Regions from separate parts of the Sus scrofa genome. Here region 2 is linked to region 1. The links are chromatin contacts, called in public HiChIP or PLAC-seq maps. All regions are on one chromosome and are shown on one strand. Each heading gives the region's core, a stretch centred on a gene start, on an enhancer-like site or on the middle of the called end of the contact. The rest is flanking DNA. Distances are from core to core; before and after follow the strand shown. Region 1 holds the start of CENPF (centromere protein F). Region 2 overlaps PTPN14 (tyrosine-protein phosphatase non-receptor type 14).

What was found. HiChIP or PLAC-seq counts read pairs in DNA pulled down with a chosen protein or histone mark.
Region 2: a contact with region 1 is called in an H3K27ac HiChIP or PLAC-seq map of skeletal muscle. The contact joins the enhancer-like site here to the promoter of CENPF in region 1. A contact is called at or near these places in 1 of 5 promoter capture datasets (liver), 13 of 47 Hi-C or Micro-C datasets (embryonic fibroblasts, epiblast stem cells, heart right ventricle and 7 more) and 1 of 2 datasets of contacts at active chromatin or transcription factors (skeletal muscle).

Annotation. Positions count from the first base shown.
Region 1 is chr9:129,009,340-129,016,359 of Sscrofa11.1, forward strand. CENPF (centromere protein F) reads right to left here and starts at 2,902. Exons shown (of 22, transcript XM_003130395.6): 1 at 2,746-2,902.
Region 2 is chr9:129,222,039-129,229,058 of Sscrofa11.1, forward strand. PTPN14 (tyrosine-protein phosphatase non-receptor type 14) reads left to right here. Exons shown (of 21, transcript XM_003130398.6): 16 at 1-81; 17 at 1,216-1,434; 18 at 5,175-5,303. Among named protein-coding and RNA genes, the nearest start is that of SMYD2, 91 kb to the right of the region's middle. Within about 2 kb of position 3,188, at least 4 of the 83 cell types and tissues checked have an H3K27ac peak or open chromatin away from gene starts, as enhancers often do. A contact at or near this core is called in skeletal muscle, where this site is marked.

The sequences.
Region 1 (7,020 bases), core at 1,652-4,151:
CAGACTCACAGACATAGAGAACAGACTTGTGGTTGCCAAGGGGGATGGGGGAGGGAGTAGGATGGACTGGGAATTTGGAGTTAGCAGATATAAACTATTAACATTTAGAATAGATAAGCAATGAGGTCCTGCTGTATAGTACAGGGAAATATATCCAGTCTCCTGGGACAGACCATGATGGAATATTAAAAAAAGAATGTGTATGTGTGTATGACTGAGTCACTTTACTGAACAGCAGAAATTGACACAACATTGTAAATCAACCATACTTTAATTAAAAAAATTCACATTTCAAAAGATAACCAAGTATAACATCCATCTTCTCCACCCTCTGCAAAGGTGACTACCAATAACTGTGAAGTAGTACACAGCACACTAGTTTGGCTTTCCCTTGCTTTCTGTTTTTATTTCTCATTTTTTACTTCTTCTATCACTCAGTTTGTTTTCATTATACAAAACATGAATATTTAGTTATAGTTTCAGGGAAATAGATCTTACAAGACAAATAAAATGCATGATAAGTTATTTTGCAAATGCTCTTCTTTCCTCTCTTCATGGTGTTAATTCCTACTCACACTCTGTCGCTCTTCCTCCAGGAAGCCTTCCCTGAGGACATCCATCATAATCTGGTCGTATCTCCCCATCATAGTCTCTTATAGCACAGGGGCCCCCTTCTCTTCCCAGATGGTTATCATTTGTTGAGTCAATGCATGAATGAACAAAATGCCATTTTAGCACTAGATCACTGCAAAATGCAGCAAAATCATTCTCCAGACAGACCTTGCCCAGGAATCAGGTATACAGCCTTAGCGATTCAAATTCCTGCTCAGCAACCTGCAAGATGTGGGACCTTAGGCATGTATTTAACTGCTTAGGGCCTTGGTTTCCTCATTTGTAAAATGGGAATAATAGTAGTGGCAACTCTTTAAAGCTTTAGAACAGTATCTCCTGAGAAGCCTTCTGTACATGTTAGTGACTATATTAGTCCTTGAAGACATTTTTCCATTTGTATATTTCTGCCTATGGTACCAAGATGTAAATGACCTACCTCTTTCTCAGACATATCTTAGAAAATTTAAATCAGCTGGGAGACAAGTATGGCAATTATTCTTTATTCAGTAACCTTTATAACGTCAATGAAAGAAAAAGCATTCATTTTCCAGTTATTTTGGCAACAGAGTCCGTTTTTTGCTAAATGAAACGATCCACAACTGTTTTCGTGTTTTGTTTCAATTGAATTTATCAATGAAATTTTTTATCAGAACAGCTAGTAAGTAGTTGATGAAAGAATATTAAAAAACTATTTTCAGAAACCGAAAGAAGAGCGAGGGTCTCAGAAAACAAAATTTAGATTCAAGCCTTGGAAAGCGGTTTTCTCTGGCATTCACCGCCCCCCACCCTCAGTTCTTTGCACACAGCATCTTAAACTCTGCAGCCATTTACCCAAAAACTACTGAAAGGAACCTCGTGCCTCTCCACCAGCAAAAGACAATTTACACTGCCCCATAGGCTACTCCTTCCACTCCAAACTAACTTGCTCATTCAGGAGCTCAGGGGTGAGAGCACCATACCTCAGAGGCACAGGACTGTAACTCCAAAGCAATTCTGCCAGCCACTGAAATCGTTACATCGAGACGCCATAATGAACAAAATATTAAAAAGAGCAATTTTAAAAGATAGAGGTGGAAGTAAGCAGAGGGAAGACTGACAATTTAAATGCTTTTCTGATTCAAGGTCCAAGAGACAGGAACAAATAAATGGTTAAAGTGCTCACCAGACCCAAGCTCATTTCGATTCGAGGGGACTTGGACAGGTACCAACCATCAACAATCTATGTGGAGCCACCGACACAAAAAGGACAAAAAAATGTAAACCTCCAAGTAAGAAGGTAGGGGGCGGGGTCGATGGAGAATCCTGGATGTCAAGGTTCTTGCAAAAAGTATCGGCAGGACCAGCCTCCTTCTAGAAAATGTTCTCTCTTTTTGTCTCAACTACGTGGAAGACATTCTCCATGGCCGAGTCACTCAAGCCCGAAAAGCGCCCAAGGTTGCGCTTTTGTGACCGTGTGACGCACCCACGCCCAGTACGGCAGGCCCGTTTCACGCTTTCCCTTTATCAGAATCCCCCATCTCCACCAAGAAACCAGAATCCCCGCCTACAGGGCCCACTGCGGGCCCGGGAATGAAAACTCTCCCCATCCTCTAGCAAGGTTCGAGGACAGGACACTTATTCCTCGGTCTTCATCCCATAGCGGAGCCAGGTACACAGACGCATCCGAAGAAATGTGAAAGGCAAAAAGAGAAATGTTCTCGCAACAACAATAGGCACATCGGGCCGCCGCCCAGATCAAGACCCGTGTGCACCTTCTCCGTGCAACAAAGGACAGTCCAAATTACAAGTAGGAGCCACTTGTTTCCGGATCCGAAAGGCTGCCAGTAAAATACCTGCTGATCTCCCAGTCTTCCGCGTTACAGAGGAGGAAACTGATTCCCCAAAGGGCGAGGCCGTGACCGAGCAGGGTCTCTGGACCCTAGTGCTAGCCGACTTTTACCGGGAGCAGAGGGAGCAGAGGGAGCAGAGGGGCCGATGCTCCAGCGGGGTCAGGTGGGAGGAGACGGCGGCCCTCCGCACCTTCAGTGCGCAGAGCGGGATCTCACAGGCACCCCGGTCCCAGGAACCCCCGGCGCAAAGCCAGCGGCTCCATCATGCCCGCCGCCAGAGCCGGGACCCAAGCCGGACGCTCACCTTGCTGGCGAGGAAGGGAAGACAACCCTTCAGAGAGTCAGATCCAGGTACAGCCTCCGCGGGTTTGGAGCCCACAATCCAATTCAAACTGCCCGCGACCGCCACCGGTTTTCGATTCGCCCTCTTCCGGCCGCGACCAAACTCGCCTCCAAGCCTATTGGGCACTGTCAGCAGCTGCGAGCCAATCCGCTTCCGCACACTCGGACTGCCGCCTTTGATTGGCCCTTTCGGATAGATTTAAAAATCAAGCCACACCAGGAGAAAGGCCAGTACCGAGCTACTAGGTTTTTTGTTGTTGTGGGAAGTCAGGGACCACGTGCTTGAGCTGAGGCTGGTAGACCAAAAGAAGCTCTATTTCCGCAGCAGCCAGGGACTGGGCAGACTGATTAGGAGGGTGTGGTCTATCGGCTGCAGCCAGCGGGAGTGTGCTCTCTGGCGAAAACCCTTAATACTGCGCACACGTATCTACTACTAAACACATAATTGAGGAGGGCATAGATACTAGGTACTATGTTGCCATGCATTCTTCATCCAGTGTCATTCTTAAGAATTCTTTAAGGAAAGTATTCTCATTTCTATTTAAAAGTTAGCAGGCTCATAAAAAAAGCATTTAAAATTGAATCTAGGACATGCAGGATTTCACTCTTAACTGCTGTTCTCTGTTGATCGTATTCTAGAAAATGTGATTCTGTGCGTTTGTGAGCTGGAATTCCAGGGCAGAACATGTAGCCAGAGAAATTGTCAAGAAAGTGTATAATCGCTCCTTTTTTATGAAGCTCACTGGTATTGTGTTATTTATGTACTCGTTTTATTTCCCTAAACTAAAAATAAGCATCTAAGGCCTGGAGCAAAACAATGAATTGTTAAATTAATATAACTGTGATGCTGTTGTCCTCCTCAATAGATTCCAATCTTTCATTAGACTGTCCCTGCAGCCTCTTGCCTTTCACTGAAATTCTGCTAGTCTTTCATTACCCAATTCAAACCCCACTTTCTTCTTAAAACTTGGCTATTCCCACCTAGTCCTTAGAAATAATAATTTATAGGTCTTTACTAGAACTTAGTTTATGCTTCACTTTTAGGATTTTTACCATATCTTTTAGCTAAACATACAGATATTGATGTCTATGTTTGCGTCTGGCTCCCTCCTTCAGACTCAAAAATTCCTGTAAGTTTTTTTTTTTTTTTTTTTTTTTTTTTTGTCTTTTTGCCATTTCTTGGGCCTCTCCCCGGCATATGGAGGTTCCCAGGCTAGAGGTCTAATCGGAGCAGTAGCCGCCAGCCTACGCCAGAGCCACAGCAACACAGGATCCGAGCCGCGTCTGCAACCTAAGCCACAGCTCATGGCAATGCCAGATCCTTAACCCACTGAGCAAGGGCAGGGATCGAACCCGCAACCTCATGGTTCCTAGTCGGATTCGTTAACTACTGCGCCACGACGGGAACTCCAAGATTTTTTTTTTTTAATTCATCTTTGCATCCCTAATTAGTCCCTGGTAACTCTGCACATAGTAACTTAAACATAAACCATCTCGGGGAGTAAAACTGCCAGCTGGGGAAGGGACTTGTTCTCTACTACCCTTGGAAGCCCCAAGGAGAGAGGAGAGCACAGGTAGGGGAGAACTTTTATCAGACACTGCCTTATCAGCTAGTCTCTGACTTCAACACCAATTACCATTCCATTGCTTCCCAGGGTAACTTTTCAACTATTAGCTGCCTAAAGACAATAGAACCTGAAAGACATATAATAGAGGATTTTCAAGGTCTGAATGAAAAATTTGCCTTCACTCTTCTTTCATTCATTACTTAGCAGGTATCTGTTAATGACCACTGTATAGCCAAGCCTTGTGCTACACTCTTCTATAATAAATAAGAAAGAAATGCATTCACTTCTCAAACAAGGGCATTATGTGGTGCAGATTATTGTAGCAATTTCAGTGATATTTCTATGACTTCAATGTTATGGTTCCCTTCCCCTACCTCTATTTTTCCCGTTTGTTTATTTTAGGGGGAGAACTGGGTGAAAGCTAACCAATCAAATGTAGATGTTTTTAGAGGGTCTGTTTTCAGCTCCTAGCCTTTCTTTTTAAAATCTGTTTCCTCACTGAGCCAGTCTACTCTCTGGACTATTCATCCACCATCTGGACTTTCTATCTATGCATCAGCGCTCTTGAGTCTTTCTAAGTTTTCCTCTCCAGCTTAGATGCAGGGCCAGTCACACTTTTTAAAGGTTATACTCCATTGAGGGTTATTATAAAGTATTGGCTGTGTTTCCTGTGCTGTATAAGATATCCTTGTAGCTTATTTATTTTATGCATAGTGGCTTTTACCTCTTTTTTTTCCTCTCACTGTCTCTTTTTTTTTTTTCTTTTTGTGGTTGCACCTGTGGCATATGGAAGTTCCCAGGCTAGGGGTCAGATCAGAGCTGCACCTGAGGCCTACGCCACAGCCACAGCAACACGGGATCCTTAACCCACTGAGCAAGGCCAGGGATCAAACCCCCCATCCTTACAGAAACAACATCATGTCTTAATGCACTAAGGACACAATGGGAACTCCTGGTTTGTACCTCTTAATGCCCTACCCTACCTGTCCCTCCCCGCTCCCTTGATCCACTAATTTTTCTCTATATCTGTGAGTCTGTTTCTTTTGGGTTAAATTCATTAGTTTATTTTAATTTTTAGATTCCACATGTAAGTGATATCATACAATATTTGTCTTTTGCTGTCTGATTTATTTCACGAAGCCTAATACCCTCCAAAAATATATATCTCACATCTTCTTTGTCCATTCATTTTGGATGGACCTTAGTTTGCTTCCATATCTTGGGTATTGTCAATAATGCTACTTTGAACATTGGGGAGCATACATCTTTTCAAATTCGTGTTTTTGTTTTCTTTGGATGTATACATAGGAGTGGAATTAGTGGATAATATGGTAATTCTACTTTTAGTTTTTTAAGGAACTTCTGTACACTTTTTCCACCAAGGCTGCACCAAACTGCATTCCCACCAGTGGTATAAAGGGATCCCTTTCCTCTACATCCTCACCAACTTTTATTATTTGTGGTCTTTTTAATGATAGTCATTCTGGCAAGTGTGAGGTTATAGCTCATTGTGGTTTCGATCTGCAATACTCTGACGATTAACTATGTTAAGCATCTTTTTATGTACCTTTTGGCCATCTGCATGTCTTCTTTGGAAAAATGTCTATTCAGGTCTTTTGCCAATTTTAATCAAGTTGTTTGTTTTTTGATGTGGTGTTATATGACTCTCTACATATTTTGGATATTTATCCCTTATTGGTCACATCATTTGCAAGTATTTTCTCCCACTCATTAGTAGTTTGTCTTTCTTTTTTTGTCTTTGTTTGTTTGTTTGTTTTGCTTTTTTAGGGCCGCACCCATGGCAAATGGAAGTTCCCAGCTAGGAGGCGAATCAGAGCTACACCTTCTGGCCTACACCACAGCCACCCAATGCTGGATCTTTACCCACTGAGCGGAGGCCAGGGATTGAACCTGTGTTCTCATGGGTACTAGCCAGATTCATGTCTGCCGTGCCACCATGGAACTCCCCAGGCTGTCTTTTCATTTTGTTTTTAGTTTCCTTTGCTGTATAAAAGCTTTTAAGTTTAATTAGGTCCAATTTATTAATTTTTGCTTTGTCTTAGGAAACAGGACAAAAAATACCTATTTAGCTATGATTTATGTCAAAGAGTGTTCTGCCTGTTTTCTTCGAGGAATTTTATGTTTTCTGGTATTACATTTGAGTCTCTAATCCACTTGAGTGTATTTTCATATATAGTGTTAGAGTATAGTTTCATTCTTTCACATGAAGCTTTCCAGTTTTCACACCACCACTTACTGAAGAGACTGTCTTTTCTCCATTGAGCAAGGCAGGGATCAAACCTTCATCCTCATGGAGTCTAGTCAAGTTCTTAACCCGATGAACCACAGTGGGACCTCCGTTTTTTTTATTAATGTTTCAGCTGTATGAATACTAAAAGCACTTTACAATTATCCATATATCTAACTATGAGATTGTCTCTCCCACTACATTGTTGGTTCCATGAGAAAGCAACCCTGTCTGAGTGGTGGGAGCCATGGTATAAAATTACTGGGACATTACTGGAACAAATGGTAAGTGTATTTTTTTTTAATAATGATTTTTATTTTTTCTATTATACAGGGTTCTGTCAATGAGTGTATGTTTTTGATTTGATTTGATTTGGAACCAGTTGTTGACATTTTTCCATCTCTCTTTTTTTTTTTTTTTG
Region 2 (7,020 bases), core at 1,938-4,437, 210 kb after region 1:
TTGAACGGACTCTCAGTTGCTCGGGGCTCGGGGAGGGAAGAGAGCCGCGTTGATGCCGCTCGCGTTCCCATGGACGAGAGGGTAAGCGCTGGGCTCGTCAAACACGTGACTCATTCTCTGGGGTCTTTGGATTCCAGCACTCTCTCCTTGTTCAGACATGCCGGCACCAAGGTTTCTCTGACGGATTCATTCTTCACGTTGAAGGTGAGTGAGACCTGGTCTGTGCTGCACAAAATTGATCCTTTCCAACATCTCATGGGGTTTTGGTCAGGTTGGGTCAATGACACCACCTGAAGAGCCCTGCCCCTAACGAGCTGTGTGGCCTTGGTCCAGTCACTCAATTTCTCTGGGCCTCTTTCTTTTTCTCACAAAACTATTGCTGTAGCTCTCCATTGCTATGCTCTCTGGGCGGGGGCGGGGGGACACATACCCTTTATTGGGGTGATTCTTTTTGATTATTTTGCACACGCATTTATAGGATTCTTTTATGGCCCTTTACGTGGCTATAACATATGGCTGATGTATAATTGTTAGGGTAATGCACTGTGAGAACTTGGGTTTTGGAAAGCAAACAGAGGTTGCATGGTAGTCTTCCTTCAGAGGAAGAAACGTGTTCCTTTAGCTCTTGAAATTGCTGTCAGGTTAAGAAACAGGTTGCGAACAAGATGAGGTTGTCAGTTTTTGCCAGCATATATGAAGTATCAGAATGCTCTCAGAGCCAGAAGGGTCTTTAAGAGGAATCGTTTCCTCCGATTAATACCGTGTTATTGTAATCACTCACTTGGCCTGGGGAGTGGGGAGAGGGGGCATCTAATCCTTAGACCTAGAGAACCGTGGGCCAGTGTATCTTAAAATACAGTGAAAATAGTTATGTCAGTGGCGAAAAGGATGTTTGGATAATGATTCACCGTCTCCTTATCACTGGACCTTTAAACAGAGATGCTCATTTAAAAAAAAACACTGATTTTGAGCTTTAGCTCTTGCCTGGTCTTGCAGATGTGTTCTGTTTAAGGGATGACGGAGAAGGTGGTTGCTGTTGGACCAGAGAAACTAGCCCTGTGGTGAACAGTGAGCCCAAATGGTCAAGCCTTCGTTGTACATCCTGAAACTCCTTAACACACACTTTCCTTGGCAATATTTTAGGGAATCTGGGGGGTTTCGTCCGAGGCTTGGGCTAAGGCCATTCGGAGAGCTGAAGACCAGTTTCTGTTGCAGTTCAGAACCCTGAAGAAGAAGCTGGACGAGGGGATGGTGTTCACAGAGTACGAGCAAATTCCCAAGAAAAAGGCCAACGGCGTTTTCAGCACCGCGGCTCTACCGGAAAACGCGGAGCGCAGCCGAATCCGCGAGGTCGTCCCCTACGAGGAGAACCGCGTGGAACTAATACCAACCAAAGAGAACAGCACAGGCTACATCAACGCCTCCCACATCAAGGTGAGGAGGCGGGCCTGTTGGCCAGGCTGGTTACGGATGGCCCGGCTGACGCGTAAAATGCAGGGAGGAGAAAAGCCTACCGCCCGCCCCTGTGCATCCCGGCTTGTCCCCAAATCCCAAGGGAGGGTCCTGTGCTTTTCTTAGTCAGTGGCAAGGCCGTGCCGCTCCTGCAGAGAGGAAGAAGCCTGGTGGCCTTGGGAAGACATCAGGTCAGCCATTTCTGCAGCTTGCTTGCTTACAGAGGATTTAACTTTTTTTCTCTCTGTGCATGGTAACTGTCCCTAAAACTCACAGGTAGGAGTTCCTGTCGTGGCGCGGTGGTCAACAAATCTGACTAGGAACCATGGGGTTGTGGGTTTGATCAGTGGGTTCAGGATCCGGCGTTGCCGTGAGCTGTGGTGTAGGTTGCAGACGCGGCTTGGATCCCAAGTTGTTGTGGCTCTGGCGTAGGCCGGGGGCTACAGCTCTGATTCGACCCCTAGCCTGGGAACCTCCATATGCCGCGGAAGCGGCCCAAGAAAATGGCAAAAAGACAAAAAACAAAACAACTCGCAAGTAAAGCTGAGGCTTGTCCCTCTCGGTTTGTAATTTGCAGACAGTGGAGGCCTTGGAAGTCACAGGCATTGTATTTCTGTCACTGGCATTTTGGGGATGTTCTAAGCCACAGAAACGTAACCATTTCTCCCTTGTAATGTTACCAGTTGGGCATTTTACAGCTCAAGTCCCAAATTTGCATGACATTTAGAAGCGCAGGCTAATGTAAACATAGACCATAAAGGTGCAGCTGCTAATGAATCATGCAAGATTTGCCTCAGTATTCAGTGCACTGGGGTCATTATACTTTTGTTACTATTTCAGACACCCTAAAACTTCCTGTCTCGGTCTTTCCTAGACGATCAGTCGTCAGCTTAGCTTCCCTTCAGGTAGAATTTAGGGTTGTGGATACATTGTACATGCAGGGGTCTCCTAAATGGCTTACCTTCCTCAGGGCCCCTAATAGCAGAACAGCTTTGTTGGGAATGTCACCAGATGCTCTGACCTCTGAAGAAGAGGAATTATTCATATATTAAGGTGCAAGCAGTTGTTACAGGATTTTTTTCAACAATACAATGTTGATATCGGTAGTCTGTTAGGATCCGTAACCTTAGAATCCTACCTCTGGCCTCACCCAGCATCAGTTCCTTCCTTCTTTGGACTTTTCAACTGTAGCTGACTTACAGGTAGGTTCCTTTGAGCCTCTAAAATACAGCCAGGTGTCTGGCTTGTGTGATCACTTCTCACAGATTTGGTGCAGAATATGGAAAATGTACCATGGTTGGGTGTATGGTTTTTGTTCACAGAGCCTACAGAACCACATTTATTTTTTTAAGCATCAGAAAGTCCCGTCGGAAGGAGCAGGATGGCACCACTGTCACGAGTCATGATGTGTGTTTTTCTCTTATATCTGAGAATGAGAACTAAAACAATAAAAACTGAGCCCCAGGAAACTTCGAAGGACACTGACCGTGGTGCGTTTCCTGGGCTTAGTTTAGATGACGAAACAAGGACCAAAATAATGTCTTCCAACGAAGAGGCAGATCACACAGCTGCTTCTTGCTGGAGTGTCTGCAGAAATCTTCCACAGCTATAAATATACGATCTTCTTCCTTTGGCCAAATCGCCGCCCCCATTTTCCATCTGCTCTCTGGAAAAAGCTGTCACTCCGTGTGCGCGGTACCCACGGGTGTGTTAGCAGACATGTCCCTTCCTCCACATTCGCCAGCGTCCGCATTTCATCCTGTGGATCCGGATTAGACAGGAGTGCATTTAATAGACCCAGAGAGCTTGCAAGAACTTGTCCTCGTGTTTTTGGAATAGGGCTGTATATCTCGCCAATGTTTTCTCCCTGGGTTCCAAGCAGCCGTTAACACAGAACAGAGATTTATTTGCTCCAGAGGTAGAATCACATCTGCGAAATCTACCTCGGTAGCATTGGCAGTGGTGTTTTTAATGCCGTTTTTAATACCCTCCTGTCAATACTTGGAATATGCTGAAAAGCCCCAGGCAGCAGCATGCTCTGGAAGTATTTATGGTTCCTATATGTTGGGTGCCAGGGAGGCGAATGTTTAAAATCACAATTCCACAGATAAGCCAAACTCCTAGCCAGCCAACAAATATGTGAATGTTATCTCCCACCAGTACTTGGAAAATGGGTTTCGCTTGCCAGCTTTGACCTAAACATGTCTTGTGTAATGAGACAATAACTGACATTGTTTTTGTTCAAATCAAGTTAGTATATTGTTTCATAAAATAAATGAGGGGAAAAGTTCCGACCAGCGATCACTCCATTACCCCTAGAACTGTCTAGAGTAAGGGAGCCTGCTTGGCAATGTCCAGGCACAAGAACGAGGGAAACCTGGAAAGGTCCCTCCAAGGGCCACCTTGTCATCCTGATCGCACGACCTTCAGCATGTGGGGCACAACTTATCAGGGAGTCTCTGCTGTGGCTATTTATAGCTACAGAGTTATCCTCCCAGGATCACCCTGAGCTGCACGGGGTAATGATTTCATCCAAAATCCTCTTAGGACGCCAGAGTTCCCCTGGACGCTGTGGGGCTGCACGGGGGGAAGGTAATGATAAAATAGCATAGACCATCGGCTTGCGTGCCTTCATCGTGCCTCTCCTGGACGTGGCACTCACAGAGTGGCAGGTACAGCAGAGATTTATGACACACACATATCAGGGCAGTGATAGAAAGACATTACTCCCAAAGGGGTGTTATTCCATAGTAGACGTTTTAAAGGATGCCATGGCGTATCGTTTCTCAAACTGTGAACCACACTGTGGTTGTTGGGTGTGAAATCAATTTAGCCGTCAGGAGCAGTTTGGGTTTTGCCGTCTTTTGTTTTGTTTGTTATTCATTCATTCATTTATTTATTTATATTTTTTGTCTTTTGTCTTTTTAGGGCCACACCCGCAGCATATGGAGGTTCCCAGGCTATGGGGTCTAATCGGAGCTATGGCTGCCGGCCTACGCCAGAGCCACAGCAACGCGGGATCCGAGCCACGTCTGCAACCTACACCACAGCTCACGGCAACGCCGGATCCTTAACCCCCTGAGCAAGACCAGGGATTGAACCCGCAACCTCATGGTTGCTAATCGATTCATTTCCGCTGTGCCACAATGGGAACTCCTGTTTTGTTTTTAATGGAATAGACTAGAAAAAAGAGAAAAGAATGGCAGTTATCAGTACATTGCACATTGGAAACATAACTTACTTCTGTAACAAATTGTTAGGTTGTACACACATATATGCATGTAATATTGTGTATGTAGGTGTGTGTGTGTGTGTGTGTGTGTGTTGTTGTTGTTGTTGTTTTTTGGGCCAGTGGCTTGATGTGGGATCTCAGTTCCCAGACCAGGGATTGAACCTGGGCCTTAGAGGTGAAATCCCTGAATCCTAACCATTACACCACCAGGCAACTCCCACATATATATGTTTTTTGGTGTGCGCTCGTTTGCACATAATTACTGTGGGTTTCAGACCAAAAATGATGAGATATATTTTAATAAACTTAAGTGGCAAAAAGTATAAGAATGTGTCACTAGCCATCATGGTCTCAGGTTTCTTAGTGATAACACATTTGGTCTAAAAAAATACTATCTGAGGTTTTTAGGTGGATGCAAAAGGACCCAGGGTCAGCAAGTAAGTCTGTCCTGGATTTGGGGTTATTCACCAGTGCTTTCCTTGGTTTCCAGGTGGTGGTTGGTGGGGCAGAATGGCACTACATCGCCACTCAGGGGCCCCTGCCACACACATGCCATGACTTCTGGCAGATGGTGTGGGAACAGGGAGCCAACGTGATCGCCATGGTCACCGCGGAGGAGGTAAGGGGAATGGCCGCACAGCCATCTGTCCCTTGGGGGGGGGGGGCAAAAGATGGGCTTTGTGTCAGCGGCTTTGCTGTCCCCTCCTTCCTGCCCCACCTTTTCTCTGCAAACCCTCTTCTCTCTGATCTGCCTCTTTTTTCATTCCTTCCTTCCATATAGCTTTGTTTTTTTCTCCAAAGGTAATTGATTGTTGTGTCCCATTTTCATCCAGCTTTTAAGGCTTATCCTTAGATCACCATGAGCTAAAATCAAACAAGTAAACAAACACACAAAAACGAACCAGCTATCAGTTCAGCCAGCTCACTTGTATATGCCAAACAAAGCACTGATCTTTGCACTGGAGTTCGAGAACTTTGGGCGGCTCTGGATAATCCGGCATGTATGCCCAGGCACGGCCAGCTCACATGCCATCCTGCTTATCAGCTGAAAAGAGACCAGAAGTGGTTGTTCCTGTAGAAGCCTCTATTCTCTGGGGAGAGGAGGGAAAAAAATCTTTTTCTTCCTTTGCCAAGTCAAACATAAATTTTCGCTGGTAACTAGAGAACTCTCTGTGGTGTTACAAAAACTGGCATATACAACCAGTCATCCTAGCAGTTTGCTTGGAGTTTGCTGTCTTTAGGAGAAGTTTTGTGTTTCTTCTCTTGTCAGGTTTTTTTTTTTTTTTTTTTTTTTTTTTAGATTTTAACCACTTCCTTTTGTTTCTTTCATTAAATTTTATTTTCTTTTATGGCTGCACCTGTGGCATATGGAAATTCCCAGGCCAGGGGTCATATTAGAGCTACATCTGTGACCTACGCTGCAGCTTGTGGCAATGCCAGATCCTGAGTGAGCCCAGGGATCAAACCCACCTCCTCATGGGCACTGTGTCAGGTTCTTAACCCACTGAGCCACAACAGGAACTCCTTTCATTAAATTTTAACCTATGTTTTAAAGTCATTTAAGGGACAAGCTTCATCCTTCTTTTAAACCATACTGATAGTATTGCATACCTGTTTCCTAACAATTTTTAAAGGGTAGGGAATAGAAAGAAGTGAAAAAAAGTAATCTTCCTTTTATGGACTATTCTGAACAGGTGCTTTCCAGAACAACCCATTAGAAGGTAGTGGTGAGAGGACTTGGGCTCTATAAAGCCCATTATACTTCTCTAGGCTGATTTTCTATCCCACCTTCCCACAGAGAGTAAATGCTGCTTAAAAATCCTAGTTTTCTGGAGTTCCTATTGCGGCCCAGCGTAACAAACCCGTGAGGATGTGGGTTTGATCCCTGGCACTGCTCAGTGGGTTAAGGATCTGGCATTGCCATGAGCTGTGGGGTAGGTCATGGATCTGGCTCAGATCTGGTGTTGCTCTGATATAGGCAGCAGCTATAGTTCCAGTTTAACCCCTAGCCTGGGAACTTCCATATGCCAGGGATGCAGCCCTAAAAAGCAAAGCAAAACAAAAGAAAACTCAGTTTTCTTACTTTATTGAATTGCATCCGTGGAAGAGATGCATTCAACTTAATACAGTGTACCTACATCTGCGCTGCCCCCAGGGGTGTGGTGGTAAACACAACAGGCCTGATCCTTGTCCCCAGAGAGCCTGCATCTTAGAGGGATTTACAGTGCAAAGCGGAGAAATAAAGGCAGCTCAGAGACGGCTAAGTGCTGTGGGGAAAATGGAGCCAGGCAATGGGATGGGGGGAGCACTGGGGCGGGGGTTACTTCAGATGAGAT